3 separate regions of the Gossypium hirsutum genome follow, and regions 2 and 3 are each linked to region 1. A link is a contact called in public Hi-C data. All regions are on one chromosome and are shown on one strand. Each heading gives the region's core, a stretch centred on a gene start, on an enhancer-like site or on the middle of the called end of the contact. The rest is flanking DNA. Distances are from core to core; before and after follow the strand shown. Region 1 has its middle 30 kb from the start of LOC107899491. Region 2 holds the start of LOC107899485 (E3 ubiquitin-protein ligase RZFP34). Region 3 has its middle 22 kb from the start of LOC107898235.

Evidence for each region. Hi-C and Micro-C count contacts between places; a contact is called where the count stands out from the background.
Region 2: a Hi-C map of leaf shows a contact between it and region 1, with 3 times the contacts expected there. The contact joins the promoter of LOC107899485 here to the enhancer-like site in region 1. A contact is called at or near these places in 4 of 34 Hi-C or Micro-C datasets (fibers, hypocotyl and leaf).
Region 3: a Hi-C map of leaf shows a contact between it and region 1, with 2.0 times the contacts expected there. The contact joins two enhancer-like sites. A contact is called at or near these places in 2 of 34 Hi-C or Micro-C datasets (hypocotyl and leaf).

What each region holds. Positions count from the first base shown.
Region 1 is chrD04:40,824,026-40,827,645 of Gossypium_hirsutum_v2.1, forward strand. No RefSeq gene overlaps it. Among protein-coding and RNA genes, the nearest start is that of LOC107899491, 30 kb to the right of the region's middle. Within about 2 kb of position 1,381, at least 3 of the 9 cell types and tissues checked have an H3K27ac peak or open chromatin away from gene starts, as enhancers often do. A contact at or near this core is called in hypocotyl and leaf, where this site is marked.
Region 2 is chrD04:40,956,578-40,960,562 of Gossypium_hirsutum_v2.1, forward strand. It overlaps LOC107899485 (E3 ubiquitin-protein ligase RZFP34), which reads left to right and starts at 1,551. Exons shown (of 14, transcript XM_016825211.2): 1 at 1,551-1,912; 2 at 1,997-2,125; 3 at 2,213-2,300; 4 at 2,400-2,459; 5 at 2,573-2,605; 6 at 2,708-2,785; 7 at 2,882-2,925; 8 at 3,007-3,047; 9 at 3,137-3,219; 10 at 3,320-3,411; 11 at 3,519-3,588; 12 at 3,688-3,729; 13 at 3,835-3,873; 14 at 3,956-3,985. The coding sequence starts at 2,055. The coding sequence ends at 3,973.
Region 3 is chrD04:40,577,318-40,581,316 of Gossypium_hirsutum_v2.1, forward strand. No RefSeq gene overlaps it. Among protein-coding and RNA genes, the nearest start is that of LOC107898235, 22 kb to the left of the region's middle. Within about 2 kb of position 2,289, at least 8 of the 9 cell types and tissues checked have an H3K27ac peak or open chromatin away from gene starts, as enhancers often do. A contact at or near this core is called in hypocotyl and leaf, where this site is marked.

The DNA.
Region 1 (3,620 bases), core at 131-2,630:
GTTCTTTGCTTCCTTAACTTTTCTTCTTCTACTGCTACTACCACTCCACCTGATCCTCAACTTACAATGTATCTGGATATGGAATATTTACTTGAAAAGCGAAACTGATGCCTAAAATGGAAAGTTGGCAGAGATGATCTATAAAATGGAACATGGAATTTTTGAATAAAAGGAAGGGAGTTGTAGGTTTAATGGTTGGATTAAAATCTGTTGTAACGTGGATTCAAGTTAATTTGTATGAAGTTCAATGTTCCATCTTTATGTTTATAAACATTTTTTTCCCTCATGTAATGATTGTTCACTTGTATAAATAAAAATCCATTAACTAAAGATACTTGCATGAAGTAACAAAATCGGATTTGGTACTAATACATTAGAATCCTCTTCAAACACTTTGCTTTCACGTGGGCCAAAAGGAAACCTAGTAGTTTGTCACATGAAGCATGAGAACCTATGATCTTTATCTCTTAAACCTATTTACAAGGATGAAGGTCTGGTTTAAAGTTAATTTTAATTAAGAGCTTGATTAATTACTTTTTGAGAAACGGTAAATAGAGCTTAATCAATAATCAAATTGAAATCTGCATTTTACCATGGTCATTAATAGGCAAGGCTATCAGCCAGTTTCCTTGGACTTTACCCCTAACAGTACATGGATGAAACTTAGTCCATTATTTAGACATTTTGCAGGCTTCAACGAGACCTTAGGCTTGCAAAATTTCTACCATTCACCAAGAGGAAGAAATTGACCTTAGCCTATTTTCTTAGGATATGATTATACGTGTATCTAAACATTGAAATAGGTGTTAATTAACAATGAATGCTTGGTTATAAAGAGCTAGTGATGGTAATGGGGGTAGTTAGGATAGTAGTGGTGATAGTGTGATGGTTTAGGAGAAAAGCAGTTTAGGTGCTGCAGCAACTCAACTCCTCCAGTAGACCAAAAGACAAGCAACCCAACCAACAGACTTGCCTTCATTTCTTCCCTAGATATCACCCCCGCTCCACGAAAACTACTACTTTAATCCTTGCATTTGTGATCTTTTATTCTTCTTTTTGTTTATAGCATTAAAATTGATACCATTGGAAATGCCATTTTCTTGTTCCAACAATTCCCAAAATTTTTGTTTCCGATTAATGATTTCCAAACTGAAAGAAATCATCAAATATATGTTTGCTCCAATTTTAACAATTTTCTTTTTAAAAAAACAAAGCCCCTTTGTGTTTTATTTGTTTTATATATTAATAATAATTAACTCTAAGTTGAGATCCCATCATAGATTTTCATCGTCCAATCCAATTATGGATGAGTTTCGGGTGAGGCCTTGAGTATCCGTAACATTGTGGGAAGTGCCAACCCAGCTTGTGCAAAGCAGGGGGCCATAGAATGGATATCATATATTTAAAACCCAATAAATTACCTTAATTGGACCTTGAAGGAAAGACTATAGAACTCTTCTCTCCGTTTTAAAACTTGCATTGAATTTGCCATCGGGCTGGACAACCCAACCCAAGTAGGCAATGCTGGAGCTTCCTGAACACGAGCTTTAAGCATAGTACTGCATGGAGACTTGTTCGATAATATAGATCGGTTTCCAAAGTACCCACACCATCAAAATAGGTTTTTTGAACGCTGCCAAAATAAATAAAGGGAAAAAAAAGCACCGTGCAAAACACAGGGAAAAATAAGGTCACAAAATTTGGCGATGTTTCTTATAGAAAACGTCACAAAAGTAGCTAGATTTATATACGCCACAAATACTAAGACGAAAAGTTCATAGAATTATGAAGCTCGTGGAATTTATACACAAACACACCACACAATGTTGTTCATTTAGCCACGTTTGAATATATAAACACTGTGAATGTTGCATATTTCTATTGATACGAAGCAGTTGCTAATTATGAGCAAAATTGATTGCAGGAGTAGGCACTTCTAAAAGCACTGCGATAAGCACAAATAAAACATGGGACAACAAAATTTGTTTATGTAGTTAGATTTCATTACATTTGAGGAACATGGCTCAATGAGAAGAATCTACTATCTAATTAAATTACTTTCTTAACCCATCAACCATGCAATGTCAGGGGGAGAATATCATTTACTCTTCGTTAGGCTATCAATTCCACTATTATAAGTTAGTCATACATAAGTCGTATACCCAACATACTAGACTTTAAACTCTATTACCTATTAAACTCAAGCTTTTGATATATCAAAATATGTGAGCTACATACAAATAGTCAGTTACTTACTCAGGATTGAGGTAAATCGCATATGAATGTCACAAATGAATAAATTCATAAACAGATTTAGAATGAATTCACAAGTCAATCCAAACAACCACAGCAACGTCTTTATCTTTTTGGGAATCATTCGCTCTGATGCTCAAGACAATGTGTAACATCCCAAAAACCCTATTGGTTGTAAACAATTTGATTTTGGAAAGTATATGTATTAGAATTTTCAAAACAAATAAAAAACAGAAATTATCAGTGAATAGAAGAAAAGGCCAATGGATGGCAAAGTTAGTTGAATTAAATAGTTATATTATTATGTATTAATTTAAAGTGGGGATTAAATCGCAAAAATGTGAAAAGTATTATGGTCTTAGTAACACCCCAAACCCGGCCTAAATGTTATGGCCGAATCTAGCGATGTCACATTGTAACACCCCTTACCCGTATTCGTTGCCGGAATAGGTACGAGGCATTACTAAAACACATACATTTATAAACGTATTAAACTGAGTTATAAAATTTCATACAGATTAAAACTTTCAAATTATTATCTTCGAATCACTAATTAGGGCTTACAAGGCCAAATATATATACTTATTCGATCCAAGCCTTATAGCTATCACCATTTGTTCATTTCATAGCCATATATGAACTTATAATCCTTCCCTTTCTCGTAATATGAATTTATCAATTATTACTTGCTTCTCACGAGTACCTGAATTGATCCGTATCATTCAATATCTTGTAAAGATTCGCTAATCTATCCCATATACTTTCACACAGATTAATTCACAATTCACAAGTCTTATTATTTCAAAGCTTATAAGACACATGTATATATCTATACTAACTCGTATGAGTCTCATACTCATTCATATGCTCAATAAGTCCGTTAAATCATTTCAACATCGAAGAATCCACATTATGTCAGAAACAATACTAATAACAATCATAAATCTTTTCATATTAATTTCATATACCGCTTACTGAACTTCAAATATCATTTCATAAATATGTAATTCACTAACACATCTTGCCATATACAATATCCAATTAGTGAAATCACTTAGTTGAATTCGACTTCAATAATCACAATAAATATATCACTTGAGTGTGAGTCCATGTAACACTTACCAACTTTGTCAAATTAGTGAACATCTTATGGAATTGAGTACTTTATTTTCTCGATGCCATAGTCCAACTATAGTCTTACACGTAATCACATAACATATACCGATGCCATAACCCAGCTGTGGTCTTACAAGGAATTACATATCACTTATTGCCATGGTCCTCTATGGTATTTTCCGTTAATTCGTCTTTATCACTGAACGAAAGTACTCAACCCTGTGTTCTACTTAATTTGAACTTTCTTTCCA
Region 2 (3,985 bases), core at 301-2,800, 130 kb after region 1:
CAATATAAAATGGTTTCATTGTATTTTTAAGTATTCTAGTGACTAAATATTGATACCTTGAGAGATTAGTAACCATAACTATTTATAGAAGGGTAAAGTGTATGGATATTTGCTTTCATGGTATCGTACTTCCATGTTTCGTGGTACCAATACCTCATCGTGCAGGGCTGTAATAGCTCAGACTACAGTTTGCTTCCTTAATATAAATAGGACTTCAGAACACATAAAAGAACAACCAAGAGACATCCAAACACTCAAGTAAGCAAATTAGGAAGAAAATCTATTCATTTTTGAAAGCACTCACCTGGTTTGTTTGCTCGTTAAGGATGAAAATTACTGGAAAGATGTTTTTATCTTGCCCTAAATAAAAGATAGTGATAGTAAAAGTAATATATCAATTCAAGTTAGTGAATTAATAAAACCTTCGCAAATAAGACTAAAGTAGTGGAGGTAAACAATTGAAGGCGAACGGCTATAGATTGAAATGTCAATATTTTTTTATCCTTTCAACATTAGGAAAAGATTTTTTTTAATTACCATAATTAAGTTAAAAAAGTTTAAACTTAGAAATTAAAATATGTAATAAATTAAATAAAAAAATTCAAATTCCTAAAAACAATTAAAATAAAATAATATTAAGATAAATTAAACACACAACAAAAATAAATACTAATAATATTACAAAAAAAAAAACATTTTAATGCTCTTAATTTTGATCTTCTTCCTCAATCTATTATTCTCCTCAATCCGCAATCATTATTGTTTGCCAACTTATTTAATTTCTAATGTAATTAATTGTTATTTGACTTCCTCTCATTCATTCTAATGTAATTATTATTATAACCCCACTTGAATTATAGATGTGGCACTCTAAGAGGACACTAGAAAGACTGCCATAGAAGGTTCTCCAACTCTCGTCCTTTGGATTGTCATGAGCCGCTCAACCTCTTGATTGAGTCACCTCTCGTAGGACCACCAACTAGTAACGGGAACGCCCCTTACATCAGGCCACTTGCTACTATGGTCCAATTATCTGTTCCTCAATGTGAACACTTCTTTCAGAGACTATTAAGGTCCATCTGAGCATAATAACCGCGTACAACTTCAAAGGGAATAATAGAATGTTTACAGCTTGCTAGGTCACCACTACTAAAAAGGGTATCTCCTATAAAAACCATCCAAGACAAAGGAAAATTGATCTTCTTCCCATGAGCAACCTTAAACACTTATTGTTTGCACTCAACCTTCTCAACCTTAACACCAATCTTCCTCTTCCTCTCGTCCTTCTTCAGCTCTCCACCTATTAAAGAGAATCGGTCTCCTTTGCACCACCACACTCTCCTCATTGTCTTCTCCCTTATTGATACCTCTCATCAACAATAATGAACAATAAAATATATTCCTTTCCGTATGTTTATGAATCAATACAAATAGTTTTTGTTTAAATAACTTTGTTTTTATCCATTACCCTTCTCTTGTTGTGGGACCGGACACATCTTAGACTTGCTTATTCTGAAGAAAAAGCAGAAAATATCTCAAGACTTTGGCTTTTCATTTTTTGATTTTTATATTTTTTTGTTGAAAGTTACACGGCTGTCGTTTCTTCACTTCTTTTGCGTTTCTTCTCCTTACTTTATCTCCTTTTCCTAACTGCAATTATTTAGTCGGCTGATCCATACGTCAACGTGTCGCCTCGTAATTATTCGATTATGAAAAAAGGAATCTAACTATGAGGCCATTTTAGATTTTTTTTTATCAAATTCAAGGGACTATATTATAATTTTCTTTTTTCCTTTTCCTTTTTGGTTTCTATTTACCCCTGCTTGATACTTGCTTAATTTGCTCAGCTTTTCATGTTTGCTTTATACTTCAGCTCTCTGAAGCCACGTCTCATTTACCCGTTTCGCTTCGGGTCTGCCTTTTTGTTGTTTCACTTTTTCAATTTAGTTTTGGATTCTAAATTCAATTCATATTTGATTTTCTGGGTTTGTTTCAGGTAAATTTTGGTGTATAAATTTGGAAAAAAGAAAAAGTTAGAACAAATTTGGGGATTAATGGAAGTTGATCTTGAACCCAAGGTGTTAGACACTTCATCTATGACGGAGAAGGGATATGAAGAATTTGGGTACTTTTTTTTCTCTCTCAAATTTCTTCTTTACACCAATTTTTCATTTTTTTCCTGCATTAAATTTTGTTGTTTGTGATTTTGAAGGTGTTCACACTATAGAAGAAGATGCAAGATCAGGGCACCTTGTTGTGATGAGATATTTGATTGCAGACAGTGCCATAATGATGCCAAGGTACTTCCTTTGTTCCTCAATTATCTTCAAGTTTTTTTTTTTTGATAATTCATTCATAACAACAGTTTAATTCTGGAAATTTTGGTTTATCTTTTATAGAACTCAATTGAAATTGATCCTTTTGATCGTCATGAGGTTCCTCGCCATGATATAAAAAGGGTAAACTTTTTTTTATGTTTTTCTTGTAGTAATTTTGGACCCTTTTTTTCCCCTCATTTTCTTAAGTGATTCATAGCTGATGTCATTATATTCAATAAATACTTTTTTTTCAGGTTATTTGTTCCTTGTGTGACAGAGAACAAGATGTAAGTATTTGAAAAAGTATTTTAATGGTGATAGAGAGACCGACAGAAGGAAAACAGCAGTAAAAATACTAACTTGGTCTGATTTTTCTTGATATAAATTAGGTTCAACAGCATTGCATTAACTGTGGGGTCTGCATGGGAAAGTATTTCTGTTCAAAATGCAATTTTTTCGATGATGATGTTAGTGGTTTGCTTCATATTACTATTCAAAATCATGCAATTCAACAAAATTGGCTTCCTTATAATGGAAAACATTTTCTTTTCTTGAATTGCAAGGTCTCGAAAAAACAGTACCATTGTGATGGATGCGGCATCTGCAGGTTTGATATGTGCTGACTCTACTCTTTTTGAGTCTACATGCATATGATATCCAAGTATTTAACTTTGTTTGGTATTTGTAGAATTGGTGGAGCAGAGAACTTTTTCCATTGTGATAAATGCGGTGAGATTACCGACTTATGTTTTTTCACTTGAAAGATCGTTATGTTTTTCTCCATCTTCAATCATTAATATTTGTTATATCTGTCGAAGGATGTTGCTATTCTATGATGATGAAGAACTCCCACAAGTGTGTTGAAAAAGCCATGCACCATAATTGCGCTGTTTGCTTTGAGGTAAGTTTAAAATGTAGGATTTTGTCGAAACATGCAAGAATCATATGCTTTATCTTCAGCCGCTAATTTGTCGTTTGTCGTTTGTCGCTTGTTGTTTTAGTTTCTCTTTGATACGACAAAAGAGATAACTGTCTTACCCTGTGGACACACAATACATTTGGAATGTGTAAGAGAGATGGAACGACATTCCCAGTAAGTCCTTTTTGAGAACAAAAAGTGCATTTGACAAAAGCATTTCCTTATTCATTTCACGTGTCATTCTTGGGAAGCTGGTTATGGTGTTAATAATGTTATTGCAGGTATTCATGTCCTGTTTGCTCAAAATCGTTCTGTGATATGACCCGAGTGTGGGAACGACTTGACCGAGATGTATGTGTGGAATAAGTCAACTTATTTTTGTATTTAGCCGTGCATGTACCATTTCTCATTTAGTTCATTTGACAAAAAGTTCTTGAAAACAAATTTCAGGTTGCTTCAACAGGGATGCCTCAAATTTACCAGAATAGGAGGGTTAGTGGGATGGTCAATTTGACAGTCTGAAGATTATTTTAGGAGCTATCATTGCTTAGTTTTTTATGAGCTATTTATCAGTTAATCAATATTTTTATTGACCAGGTTTGGATTCTCTGCAATGACTGTGGGGAAAATTCCGAGGTTAATTTCCATTTTGTGGCACACAAGTGCCCAATATGCAGCTCATACAATACCAAGCTGACACGTGGACGCATTGCTACAGGTTCATCAGAGATTATGAAAACAGTTTGAT
Region 3 (3,999 bases), core at 1,039-3,538, 250 kb before region 1:
TTGGCTATTAAAGCATCAACCTCAGCTTGAACAACACTTCTCCATTCTGTATGAGCAAGAGCTTCTTCCACCGAGCGAGGTTCAAATTCTACAACATCAACTGACAACGCCTTTAGGTTAAAAATGCCTTCTTTTGACCGAGTAACCATAGCATGAGTATTGCCTATAGGAAGATGAGGAATATATAAAGATGAAGAAGAAGGAATATCTGGAGATACAAGACACTAACTGACTGAACTAGCAACTGTGAAAGGATTCAGAACACCCAATTCAGCCAATGAACCAACTGAAATAGCCCGATCAGAATTACAGTTTGAAGTATCAGACAGAGAAGCAACCATAGGTGACATAATATGATCACTACTAGATTCTGCAGTATTCTGAACAGAAAAAGTTCGAAAACAGGAACATAGGTAGGAAAAATGAACGAAGGCTGAGACATAGATAGAACAGGCGATTGAAATAAAAATCGTCTTTCATCAAATACAACATGATGAGAAACAACAATCTTACCCTCTGGTGTGAGACATTGATAGCCCTTATGCTGAGAGCTATACCCCAAAAATGTACAAGGCTGAGATTGAAACTCCAGTTTGTGTGACATAAAAGGTCGTAAGTATAGAAAACAACAACAACCAAATACCCTCAAATGATCATAGGTAGGCTCATAACCATACAAACTTTGATACGGAGACTTGCCTTTTAGAACTGAAGTAGGTAGTCGATTAATAAGATGAACAGCACTGCAAAAAGCATAACCCCAATAGTCCATAGGTAAATTAGCTTGAGCCGAAAGTGTAAGACCGTTTTCAACAATATGTCGATGTTTATGCTTAGCAACCCCATTTTATTCTGAAGTATGTAGACAAGAGACTCGATGAAGAATCCCATGACTAGCTAGAATTGGCGTGAAAGCACGAAAGTCACCACCCCAATCACTCTAAAATTTTTTAATTTTCCTACCAAACTGCGTATCAACCATTTTCTGAAACAGAAGAAAACATTCAAGTGCTTGAGATTTTCTTTTAATAAAAAATCCACGTGAATCTACTACACATGTCTACAAACGAAACGTAATAGAAATTCCCCCCACAAGCTACAAAAGTAGGCCCCCACAAATTGAAAACAACCAATTCAAACAGTTCCATGTATTCAGTAGTAGATGGTAAAAATGACAATTTATGGGCTTTCCCTTTTTGACAAGCAACACAGACAGTATCAAGACATTTTTTATTTGAACGATTTTGACACTTATCAAGAACACTTTTAACAACTATAGCAGAAGGATGACCAAGTCTGTTATGCCATAAAGCAAAAACATGATCAACAGAAGAACAATCTCGAACCCCGACATTGTGAATAACAGGAGTAGAACCAGATGACGTTGGCATGTAAACAGAAAACTGATAGAGACCATCACATACTCGGCCTCGCAACAAAGTTTCTTGAGTCTGGATGTCCTTAATAACAAAATAAGACAGATGAAATTCAAAAAACACGTTATTGTCAGTAGCAAACTGTGATACAGACAATAGATTCTTCCGCATACTATGCACACACAATACATTAGAGAGATGTAACACCCTCTTCTTTGTAGGCATAATGATGTTACCAATAGACGTAATTTTAGCAGGAGTTCCATTTCCCATAATCAAATAAGAAGTACCTAAATATGGGTTTGTCATATTTAGCCGAAAAGAATTCTGGCAAACATGATGAGTGGCCCCCGAATCTGGATACCAGGACGAAGTCTCAACTGGCACAGAAATATATGAATTAGAATCATATTGTGTGGCAGGCGAAAAATCAAACGCCCGAAAATCAGGAATTCGAGGCAACCCAACACCCTATGATGAGCCAACATCAAAAACTCGAGCCTGAGGTTTAGTTTGCCATGCAACCCCGAAACCATTATTTTTCCGAGCACTCTCAATCCCAACATTATTAGCAACAGGATCAGACTCAGATAAATTTTGCACAAAATTGTGCCCAACATCAACTTGTCCATTAGAAACCCCATTAGGAATAGTTGGCCCAATCTGCTGACTTGAAATATTTGGCCTGAGCATCCCAACAGTGGGCTCAACATGTTGCTGGCCCAAACGACCCTTAAAATCATGTGGTATGTCACACCCAAATGAATAACCCAATTCACAGCCAACATACGGCCCAAAATTGCGCCCAAAACCACGCACAAAAGATGGCCCAAAATTGTGCCCATAATCACGCCCAACAGCTGGCCCAAGACCACCGCCATATGCACGCCCACTAGAAGGCTGAAAACTATTCCTATTATTCGGGCCATTATTAAAATACGGTCCATTAGTCCAATGAACCCCTTCAGAAAAATAGGTAGGGTTTCTCCAAGTTGACATTCCAAATTCAGCAGAGGATGGCATGAACGACGACTCAACACCATCAGACACCCTCGGCACAAATTGGCCTGTACGATCAGAATAAAACCGCGCCATCGTGGAGTCTCCCAGACCACCATAGTCTTGATTAAACTAGTAGTAACACCTCTAAGCAAGGTGACCATAATGGCTACAGATTTGGCACTGCACTCGAGGGCGAAACCTACAGCCACGTGAGGCAGAGGAGAGACGGCCACCACGTCCAGATTGGAGATCTGACTCACCCACTGCCATAGCCAAAGATGCTTCAGTCAAGTTGGCATGCATTGGCAGATCTTGAACGGCATGCATCTGACGAGACTCGAACTCTAGAAGAACGTCAACCAAACGCTGATATTGAAGAGTTTCTGGCGAGAAGGATGCAAAGGCTAAAACCGCATCAAATTCAGACGGAAGGCCGGTAAGAACTTCAACTTTTTCAGCCTCCGCAACGACGAACCCAGAGGCTTCAAGCAACGCACAAAGATTCTGAATCTTGGCAAAAAACTCAGATACAGGTGACGTTCCTTTCTTTAACGAATGTAATTCATGCTTTATTCTTGAAACTCTAGCACCAGTAGATGCAGCAAACATGCGATTGGCAGTTAGCCAAATATCACAGGCTGACTTAGCAGCAGTAAAAGAAGATAACAACGAAACATGAATAGTAGACAGTAAACCATGAGGCTAAGAGCTTATATTGTTGAAGAAAAGCAGCCACATCAGGATTAGCAATCAGTGTGCCATCCGGAGAGGCCACAAACCGATACGGAGGAGGTAGAGTACCATCCAAAAACCCTTGCAATTCATATCCTTCGGTAATTAATTTGATATGTTGCTGCCATTGTGCAAAGTTTTTCTCATCGAGCTTCACCGTGTCATGACGAGGGAGCACTTGAACCAATCGTGAACTCGAGAACGACGGATTAGAAGGATTAACAGATGCAGAATCTTGCGAATGAGCCATCAAACAACAGCGGTCACTAGCACCAGTACGAACAAAGCGACTGATACCATGTAAAGTGCTTAGAAATAGAGATATTAGTTAGAGACTAACTAACAAAATGCTGATAATAGAATAAGGGTTAATTTGGATGGGCGGTGTTTTTACCGGTGAGGTTAAAAATAGTGGTGGCGGTGAGATTAATTACTGTAGCTTTGAGATTAGATACTGTAACGGTGAGGTGAGATTAGAAACAATGGTGGAGTGTGTGTTTGGATTCAAACACAGCTGTAACGGTGATGTGAGAATAAAAAATGACTATTAAGGACATCAGATTAAAATTGATATATAATAGAAGTTTTTTAAATTATTTTACTTTTTTAAAATTATTAAAATATGTGAATTTATAAATTCATTTAATAAAATGTATCTTCTAATATTTTAATAAATTATATAATTAATTTAAATTATTTATTAGATAAAATGATAATTATTTTTAATTTTTTATAGTTAAATATTTTTTTTATAGTCGAGTGGTCATACAATTTCTTCATGTTTCTATCAAATAAATTAGCTTAACTTTTCAAATGTTCCACCCATTTTGACGACTTCATGTTTCTATCTAAATTATTTTTGGAATTACATTTGTATTATTTATTGAAA